Regions from separate parts of the Sus scrofa genome. Here all the other regions are linked to region 3. Evidence: chromatin contacts called from public HiChIP or PLAC-seq data. All regions are on one chromosome and are shown on one strand. Each heading gives the region's core, a stretch centred on a gene start, on an enhancer-like site or on the middle of the called end of the contact. The rest is flanking DNA. Distances are from core to core; before and after follow the strand shown.

Region 1 (3,132 bases), core at 85-2,584, 140 kb after region 3:
AGATGTGGCTTGGATCTGGTGTTGCTGTGGCTGTGGTGTAGGCCGGTGGCTACAGCTCCCATTCGACCCCTAGCCTGGGAATCTCCATATGCCACAGGTGCAGCCCTAAAAAGACAAAAAATAAAATTAAAAAAAAAACCAGATACTTCATATATGTTGACCATCTTAATACTTGTTTATGGTGGGAGGGCAAATCTGGTACCAATTAATCCATTATAGTTGGGAGCAGAAGTTTGAAAGTTGTTTATAGCCTTAAGTGAAGATTTTATGGAGCTGCCATCGTGGCTTAGTGGTTAACGAATCCGACTAGGAACCATGAGGTTGCAGGTTTGATCTCTGGCCTCGCTCAGTGGGTTAAGGATCTGGTGTTGCCTTGAGCTGTGGTGTAGGTCACAGACGTGGCTTGGATCTGGTGTTGCTGTGGCTCTGGCATAAGTTGGCGGCTACAGCTCCAATTAGACCCCTAGCCTGGGAACCTCCATATGCCAAGGAAGCGGCCCTAGAAAAGACAAAAAGACCAAAAAAAAAAAAAAAAAAAGAAAGAAAGAAAAGATTTTATGACTAACTACAAATGTGTCTGATGGAAACAATGCAGTAGCAACTGAAGTCTTTCTCACTGGCCCCTTCCCTCATACACACACATATACACCCACCATCTGCAGATTCTGAGCTCTGATTACCACTGGGTATTCCAGTGTGGCTAAGCCCTTGTTTCTGATGGCCTTTTAAATATTTTCATTAATTGCCAGTAATGAAAAATTTTAGAAGACTAACATAAAAATCCACTGTTTCTACTTCTTTTTAAAAATGAAGATCTATGGAGTTCCTGTTGTGGTGCAGCGGAAACAAATCCGACTAGGAGCCATGAGGTTGTGGGTTCAATCCCTGGCCTCTCTCAGTGGGTTAAGGATCCGGCGTTGCCGTGAGCTGTGGTGTAGGTTGCAGACGCGGCTCAGATCCCGCGTTGCTGTGGCTGTGGTATAGGCCAGCAGCTACAGCTCCGATTTGACCCCTAGCCTAAACTCCAAATGCTGCAGTGTGGCCCTCAAAAGACCAAAAAATAAAAATAAAAATAAAAATGAAGATCTGGGGTGGCTCAGCGGGTTAAGAATCCAGCGTTGTCACTGCTGTGGCATGGGTTGGACCCCAGGTCAGGGAACTTCCTCATGGTGTGGCCAATAAAGTAAAATAAAATAAAATAGATCTGGAAGCACTAAATGAGCAGAGCAACAATAGCTTGGCACAGAGTCGTGCTTGCCTTCTCTGGAGAGGATATGTGTTTTTGTCTCCAGCCAGTACCATTTCACTCAGTTATGTTGTCTGCCTGATCCCTGTAGCTATTTATATATGTGATCCTGGCATGTGGGCAGATAATCTTACACATAAGTAGCGTGCCCACGATATCCAGTGTGATCCACCCCCATCACTGCCACATTCTCCATGAAATCTTTATTCCATGAATCACCCAGTTTTCCCAAGCTCCTTCTGGGGATGTAAATCTCCCATTAGAGAAAAGAAATAAAGGGACAGGGAGCAGAAGCATGGAGTGACGTTCAATTTGGCCAGTGTACCCTGGTCTTCATGCAGGTGGAAGTTCATCAATAAGCGGTCAGGGGCCAGCCATACTGTCTGCACCCATTCTGATTCCAAGATTAAGATGTGTTTATGCCTTTCAGCCAGCAAACCTCTCTCTTGCTTAAAAGCTTCTCAGATATTACTTTCCTGGAAATTCAATTTGGCCCTGCTCTGAATTTTATACCCATAGTTTTGCTTGAAACTCAAAGAAATGAAAAACCATAATTGTTTTGCTTATGCAATAGGGAAATGGTCTTTGTGTTTTATAATCAAAACATCGTTTTTCTTGAATTTATTGTGTGTATGTGTTTTGAGGGATAATCATATTAACCAACTTGTTTTGGATACTTACTGTGTACTAGGAACTCTGCTAAGCATTTTCTATGAAAGATGAAATTTTATCTTCAACAACAATCTCGTGAGGTAGGAAGGAATGTTCTCTTCTTCCTGCAGATGAGAAAGTGAGGCACAGAGAGGTTTTAAATACCTTGCCTGAGATCAAATGGCAAGTAAGTGGGGATGCTGGAATTTGAAATCTCTGAATTGAAAGTGAAACCTCTGAACCAGGTGCCCACCAGGTTGTGCCCTTTGACCCCCCGTGTGTAGTGGTTACCAGCAAGTGCACCCAAGCCCCTCCTGCAGTGCAGATTCCCCACCCACCACTCTAGCAAGCCCCTGGTTTGCACAATCCAGAGGGGTCTTTCATACCTAGCGTTATATTCAAGTACTCACTGTGCAAAAGGAACCCCTTAAAGTGCATGCCTCTTTTGTGTAGAAGTCAGCAAAACTCCAGAGCGAACCACAAAAGGTCACAATGAAATGTGCAAATCACGTAGGAAGTGAATTCCACCCATCACGCTCCACACTGACTTTACAGCTCATCCCCTTGCATTGACCTCATGGCTCAGAAAGCAGCGGGGACAGAGGGATAAAGAAAACATCTTTTAGCGTTCTCAGGGCCAAAAGGTCTAGAAAGCCTTGGCTGAGGAAACCAGGTAAATCCTGAGGGCAAATCCTGCATTCTTCTCATGCAGAGTCATGAAACGTGATATTGGGAAGGCCCCAGGGAGATATTTCTCTCCAGACCTCTTATTTTACAGACCGGGAAACTGAGGTTCAGAGATGAGGACTGACTCCCTGGCTACTAAGGAACAGTAGAAGCCAGCTCCCTGGCACAGTAGAAGCCAGCACCCAGGCCTTGTGGCTCCCCAGTGTGGTGCTCTCTGCACAGTATCAACAAACAGTGCCTCTGCTCCGCAGGACTGAAGGGTCGGCTCCGAAGGGGACTCGGCTCCATCTTCTGGCTGCAGGAGCAGAGGGAGAGCCCTGTATATGCAAAGAAGGAGCTGGCAGGGGAAGAACAGTGATGATTCAATCAAGAGCCAAAATACCAAGTTATTAAAAATAGAGCTAACTTTTCCCCTTCTATCGCCACCCAGACTTTCATAGACATTTCCAAGCTGTCTCCTGATAGCTGCGAAGTGAAAGGAAACAGAGGATATTGTTTTCTTTTACTGGTTCCTTCTCTGACGATGAGTGCCAAGAAGCAGAGAAATT
Region 2 (3,088 bases), core at 387-2,886, 180 kb before region 3:
GATTTTGAATATTTCAAATATTTACCCATTAAATATAATCTTTATTTATTTTAAGCCAAGAGCACCTTTATCACTTTTTTTTTTTTTTTTTTTGGTCTTTTTTGCCATTTCTTGGGCTGCTCCTGCGGCATATGCAGGCTCCCAGGCTATGCCAGAGCCACAGCAATGCAGGATCCAAGCCGCGTTTGCAGCCTACCACAGCTCATGGCAACGCTGGATCCTTAACCCACTGAGCAAGGGTAGGAATCGAACCCACAACCTCATGCTTTCTAGTTGGATTCGTTAACCACTGTGCCATGACGGGAACTCCCACCTTTATCGCATTTGAAGGGCATCCTATTTCTATTTAAATATTACTTTCGTAATTAGGAAAAGGTGTTGATTTTATCAAATGTAGTGTCTTATGAAATTATCACATAGGTTAATTATTGTTGAATCAGTGAACACTCAGTGGATTATTTTTTTCCCTCCTTGGAAATCAATCTCTGTGATCTGCTGACTGGCTGTGCTAACAGTGGCAAATGTGTAAACGGTGACTTTATGAATTTGTACATATCAGAGCCAAACTCAGTACACAAGAAAGTGGGCCAGTGCTGAAGCCAGCCACCTGAGTTTCTCTCCTTGGGCACACTCTCTAAAGTTGGTGGCTTTGGAGAGTTTTTTTAAGGTAATGACAGTTGACATCACAGTTGTTACTACTCTGAAGAAAAGACATTAGAAGAGGCAGTGTGGAATAAAGTGAAGGAGTCGAGAACATGCCACCTCAATATATGATGCTTTGGCATATTAATTACTTTGCGTGAAAGGCACTTGAAAAACAGCAATTGCAAGAAAGGCACTCTGACATTCCTTTTTCTTCCTAAAAGTGGGAGATAACATTCCCCTGTAAAAGGTGCCCTCCCTGTACCAGGAGAAAGGAACATTCTTATCATCAGAGACAGGTTGTTGAGGCTGAGCGAAACCTATACCAACAGACATTATTAGACAAGCTCGTCTTCCTTTAGTCACCCCTTGTGTTAGAGTTACTTTTCCACAACTGCTGCTCTTTGTTCAACCTCGTATATTATATCTAGTCACTTCTTTGGGTCTTGTGAGGACCTTCATTTACATGAAAATAAAATATGTATTCTTTTCTCCTGTCAATCTGTCTTTGGTCAATATCAGCTGGAGATCACAGGGGCATAGAGGAAATTTTACCTCCCCTTCAATGGGAATGAAAAATCAATGGCCTGCTCGAGAAATGAGAAATGTGAAGTTAGAAGGTTGTCCCAGATGGTGCCTTTGTGTGTATGCTTCTCTCTCCAACTGAAGGTGCATACGCCCTTCTCCCTCCAGGCAAACAGCCCCCCTCATTGTATCCCCCACCCCACCGGCTCATACCCCCTCAAGCCTCTGGGCTTAGGACTGAGATGTCAGAAGGCTTGCAGTTTAAATGCCAAGCCCCAAAATATCCTCCGACATGTGGACAAATGAACTGCTAACATCAGTGTCTGTACCAGATTCTTACTGGCACTCTGGCCGCTTGTATGACCTTTCTAACACACATTTGAAAAAATGAGCAGTGCTTTCCTCTTCCCCTGGCAGCTCAGAATAGCTCTGTTTCCTTTCCTATAAACAAGTCATATCTCTGGGAATTTCTAAAGCCGAATATTGTCTGCTCAGAAGCCGTGACTCACACTCTTTCCTGGCAGTCCTGACAAACTCATGAACGCCTCTTGAGGAAAGAATCCCAGACAACAAGAGTGGTCACAGAAAGCCTCAGATTCCTTCATGTCAAACCCAGGAAGCTGAGAGACAAAGGAAAATACCAGCAAGAATCCCTGGCCACAGTCTCCCCCTCTTCTTGGCGAAGCTCACGTTCCTGGCTGTCAGAGCAGGAAGGGGAAACCCGCCTGGAAATTTGTCCCAATCTGGTTTTAGGTCATCAACCACGCAGCCCCCTGTGTTTGGGAATTTACCTAGATCAGCTTCCTCCGGATTCTGAGGGTAAAAGTTCTTGGGGGCGAGGTGGAGGAAGGGGGCAGTTTACAGGGAAATTACCAGGAGGTCTCACTTACGTCAGGTGGTGGGGCTTCCTAGCTGCTTTTAGCAGGAATTCTGTGGCCAAAAAAAAAAAAAAAAAAAAAAAATCTTTCTGTGAATTTTCTACCCTCCTCCACTAGTGATCCTGTCTCTCCAATTCTTTTGTCCCAATTTAGTGCCACATCATTTTCCTTATACTTGCTAAATTGTCAAAAAACAGAGGAAAAAATGTTTATTTGGCTTTTCCCATCTCAACAGCATAAAAATCTGCATATGTGTTTGTGTGTGTCTCTATGTGTGTGCATATGTGTGAGAGGTACATATGTAAACACAGAACTCCTTTATAAAACCCTTAGATTTTCTAGCCAATGGGAATGATAAAGGTGCCTTTAAAAATTTTTTTTTCTTAAATTAAAGGTTGATTTACAATGCTGTGCCAATTTATTCTGTATAGAATAGTGACCCAGTCATACACACACACACACACACACACATACATACCTTTTAGAGGTGACTTTGTTCTATTAGTGAGGTGACTTTTGAACCACACCTAAGGATGGAATCTGGTTGCCAGTGGAATTAACTGTGTGTTTAGAGGGTTAGAACTTTCAGCCCCTCTCTCCTGACTCCCCACCTCCATGGAGGGGAAAAGAGCTGGAGATTAAGTTCAATCACCAATGGCTAACGACTTAATTACTCACGTCTATGTAATAATGCCACCGTAAAACCCTCAAAAGATGGGAATGGGATGCCCGGAGATTCAAGGAGTTGTGGTTATGGAAGCCATGGAATTCCGCACCCTTTCCTCATACCTTGCCCTGTGCATCACTTCCATCTGGCTGTTTCTGAGTTATAGCCTTTTATAACAAACTGGTAATCTAAGTAAGTAAAATCTTCCTCCGAGTTCTGTGAACCACTCTAGCAAATTCATCAAAGTGAAAGAGGGGGTCATTGGAACTGCCAATCGATTGCATGTCAGTTGGAAGTTCAGGTGACAACTTGGACTTAGATTGGTGTCTGAAGCTGGGGGTGGGAGCCCCTCACCTGTGACAACACTATAGATAGA
Region 3 (3,146 bases), core at 613-3,112:
GGAGATTATCACACTTCATATTCCGTGTATATATATTGCTAGTGTTTGAATAAGTATATTATTGTTTAAAGGTTTTTTTTTTTTCATTTTACCCTTAGCTTTTTAGAAAATAGGTCTATGTTATTCCTTCATAGGAAAAAAATGAGGGAAATAAAGAAAAGGGAAAGCTAATGGGTCTTTTCATGTCATGAAGCAAATCATGGTAGGCAAGAGATTTTGACTAACCATGTTAGTTAAGGCTTTAATGATATGTTATTATATTTCCTTACAAAATCTGTGTACACAAACGCAGCAGGTAGTTTATGGTCACCAGCAGTGGCAGTTTTTAAAAATATAGATATGATGAGCATTCTGTTCCTGAGTTCTGCCCCAGGCCTGATTGGTGAGTTGCCATTGTGCCCTGTTGAGTGATGTGAATAATATCAATAAACACATAAGGTTGTATTTGTCTGATGCTGGCTTGGTATGTGGCTAAAGGAAAAAAGCAAAAAACAAAACCTTTCTGGGAAGAAGGATGCTTCTTTAACAGCAAGTGAATTGAACTGATGTATATATGATTTGCAACAGGGGATGCTTAACCTTCAACCTAGAATCAAATGCCAGACTCAGATGCTGAAGACAACAGCGACATTACAGAGATGAGAGTTTTGCCTGATAAGCATGATTAGAGGAAGGATTTGGGGATTAAGATGTATCTGAAGACTTACTTTGTTTACCTCTAACATCTGCCAATTTTCAGCCTTGCAGTGACAGTTACTGGCATTGCTGAGGGACAGTGGAGGATATAGGAGAAACCAAAGTATATCTTCATATGAGGAGAAAAATAAAAGGAGCCCTGTTCATCGGGTGGGCATGAGATTTGTGGGTGACAGTGACTTGGTGATAGAGGCAGTTGAATTGGGTCATGTGACCTATGAGAGGGAAGGAATGACCCAGCTGGTTGGGAGTCCTAAGCAAAGCAGAAAGAACTCAAGGATAGGATTGGTGGTTTCATTTCCATGCAAGCAGAACAAAACCTCTGTATTTTCTTCCAGTGAAAAACACTTGAAAATGTTCGTTTTGGTACTTGTAGGTGACCCAGGAAAACAAGGGGAAAATTAGCATCTATGTGACTCGGGATGAAAGCCTCCCACATTCGTGTGATGTTTTTGAAACTGCTGCCTTGGGTCAGCCCCTGGCATGACTTTTTGGAAGTCTGCAGCAAACAATTACTCTTTGTCATTCAGACCTTGCTGGGTTTAGCTGTACTTTCTTCCACTATGACAACTCCTTGACCAAGGGCAAGATTTTTAGGTGTGTGTGTGTTTGGAGGGGTGCTGTATCAACACTGGGTTCATATGTTGAGCTCACGCGCATTTGCCTCCCGAGAGTTAAGACTTTAATGAAGCATCCTTTCCCTAGGAGCCAGCCTGCTTCCCTACCGTCTTCCTTCCCCACCAAGACAGAGAGTGAAGCCTTCTCTTATGATATTGCAGAGTTAATAATGCTGTTCTATTGATTTTGTGAGCCTCTCAGTCACAGGGGAATGTGTGGGGGATGGGTCCATGCTTGCAGTGAGCTTCCTCCAGCTCTCTTTCCAGCCCTGGAGCTTTTGTTTTGAATCTGGAAGCTTCCAACCAGAGCTGGATTTCCAAAGGTCAAATGTGCCTGCACATTTTGTCCTTAATGAGTTAGCTCTGCCCTGGAGCCTTCACTGAACTTGCCAACGTTCAACCTGAGTGGTAGCAGCAGCAGCTTCACAACCAGATCCAGTTGCTTGACACTCCACCCTTGAGAAGTGCCAAAAGGAGCTGCTGAGGGTTATTGGCCAGGAGAGTGTGGTCATAAATGCATGTCTACAGGAATGGGTGAGGTTTCCTCTTTGCTTAGAAAGCCAGAAAAACAGCAACAGAAAGGGGATACAAAGGAGAAAAACATACTCAGGCGCTGAAGCTTTGGTCCCCTCACCAACAAAACTTTTGATGGTTTTTAATGAAGAATTTATCAGTTTTTTTTAAAGAAGATATATATTTTTTAATGATCTATTTTCTTCCTCTTGTTTTTTCTTCTTTTCTTCCAAATTTTCTTGTTTTCTTCCCCCTCTTACTTTAAACTTGGCATACATAGGTCAGCTGATATCTGAGAAACTGATGCTTCTTTTATTTGATAATGGGAATTTCTTAGTTCTGTTGATCTTTTTGCCTTGGCTACCAGGAAACTTAGGGCTGAATTTAAGTCTGTGCTTGATCCAGTAGCATTATTTTTTAGCTAAGATTTCTGTCTTCTCATTTTATGTGCCTTATGTGTTTCTGTTCTCATTTTATGTGTTATGTGTCTTAAATTATAATTATGTGTGTATAAATTTGAAATGGAAAATGCTTCAGATGGTTTTGTGAAACATTTGGGTTCAGGAATGTTACTTGGTAGCATTAATAGGACTATTGATCCTCCCTAGTATCTTCTGAGCTCTTAATCTTTCCCTGACTTATCACTGAGGATCTAGAGAAATAGCCAACTGCTGTTTAGTACGTACACTGGTAAAGCTAAGCAATATCATTGTCAGCCAAAAAAATGTTTGGCACTTTCTAAGCCCTGGGGATGCATTTTTGCTGCCACATTATAGATACCCAATATATCAGATCCCCTACTGCCCATCCTTTTCCAAGCACACAATGGGGTTTGCATGTATCTACATCATTGCTCATGTTATATGTCTTTCTAGAATGTCATTGTTCCCTTTCTCTGCTTGTCAAAAGCTTACTCATTTTTCAAGGTCCAGCTCATATGCGACTTCTTCACATGGCCTCACTGACCTTCTAAGAGAGTGAGTTGGTCTATTTGCCGTGTTGCCATAACATCTTGCGTGCCCAAGTTGTTAGTCACACTTATACCCTGTTCTCTTTAATTGCATCTGTTTCTATCCCTTTTTGTCCCTACTATACCCTGGGCATCTTGTAGGCAGGTATTGAGCCCTTGGTTTCCCTGAAATCTCTAGCACAGTGTCTGATATAAAGTAGAGGTTCAGGCAATAATTGTTAAATTAACTTAAAAGAAGTACAAGACACGACACCTGCCCCTGAAAGGCCAGCAGAGTTCAAGTGGGGTGTAACCTGCGTATCCTCGCAGAGTTTTTCTCCTTGGCCATTATTCTGCTAGACAAAGGCTAC

What was found. HiChIP or PLAC-seq counts read pairs in DNA pulled down with a chosen protein or histone mark.
Region 1: a contact with region 3 is called in an H3K27ac HiChIP or PLAC-seq map of skeletal muscle. The contact joins two enhancer-like sites. A contact is called at or near these places in 3 of 47 Hi-C or Micro-C datasets (embryonic fibroblasts and heart right ventricle) and 1 of 2 datasets of contacts at active chromatin or transcription factors (skeletal muscle).
Region 2: a contact with region 3 is called in an H3K27ac HiChIP or PLAC-seq map of skeletal muscle. The contact joins two enhancer-like sites. A contact is called at or near these places in 2 of 2 datasets of contacts at active chromatin or transcription factors (alveolar macrophages and skeletal muscle).

Annotation. Positions count from the first base shown.
Region 1 is chr15:110,218,368-110,221,499 of Sscrofa11.1, reverse strand. No RefSeq gene overlaps it. Among named protein-coding and RNA genes, the nearest start is that of CPO, 55 kb to the right of the region's middle. Within about 2 kb of position 1,334, at least 5 of the 83 cell types and tissues checked have an H3K27ac peak or open chromatin away from gene starts, as enhancers often do. A contact at or near this core is called in skeletal muscle, where this site is marked.
Region 2 is chr15:110,536,104-110,539,191 of Sscrofa11.1, reverse strand. No RefSeq gene overlaps it. Among named protein-coding and RNA genes, the nearest start is that of KLF7, 160 kb to the right of the region's middle. Within about 2 kb of position 1,636, at least 38 of the 83 cell types and tissues checked have an H3K27ac peak or open chromatin away from gene starts, as enhancers often do. A contact at or near this core is called in skeletal muscle, where this site is marked.
Region 3 is chr15:110,356,762-110,359,907 of Sscrofa11.1, reverse strand. The region is part of intron 1 of KLF7 (Kruppel like factor 7); the gene reads left to right. Among named protein-coding and RNA genes, the nearest start is that of KLF7, 21 kb to the left of the region's middle. Within about 2 kb of position 1,862, at least 19 of the 83 cell types and tissues checked have an H3K27ac peak or open chromatin away from gene starts, as enhancers often do. A contact at or near this core is called in skeletal muscle, where this site is marked.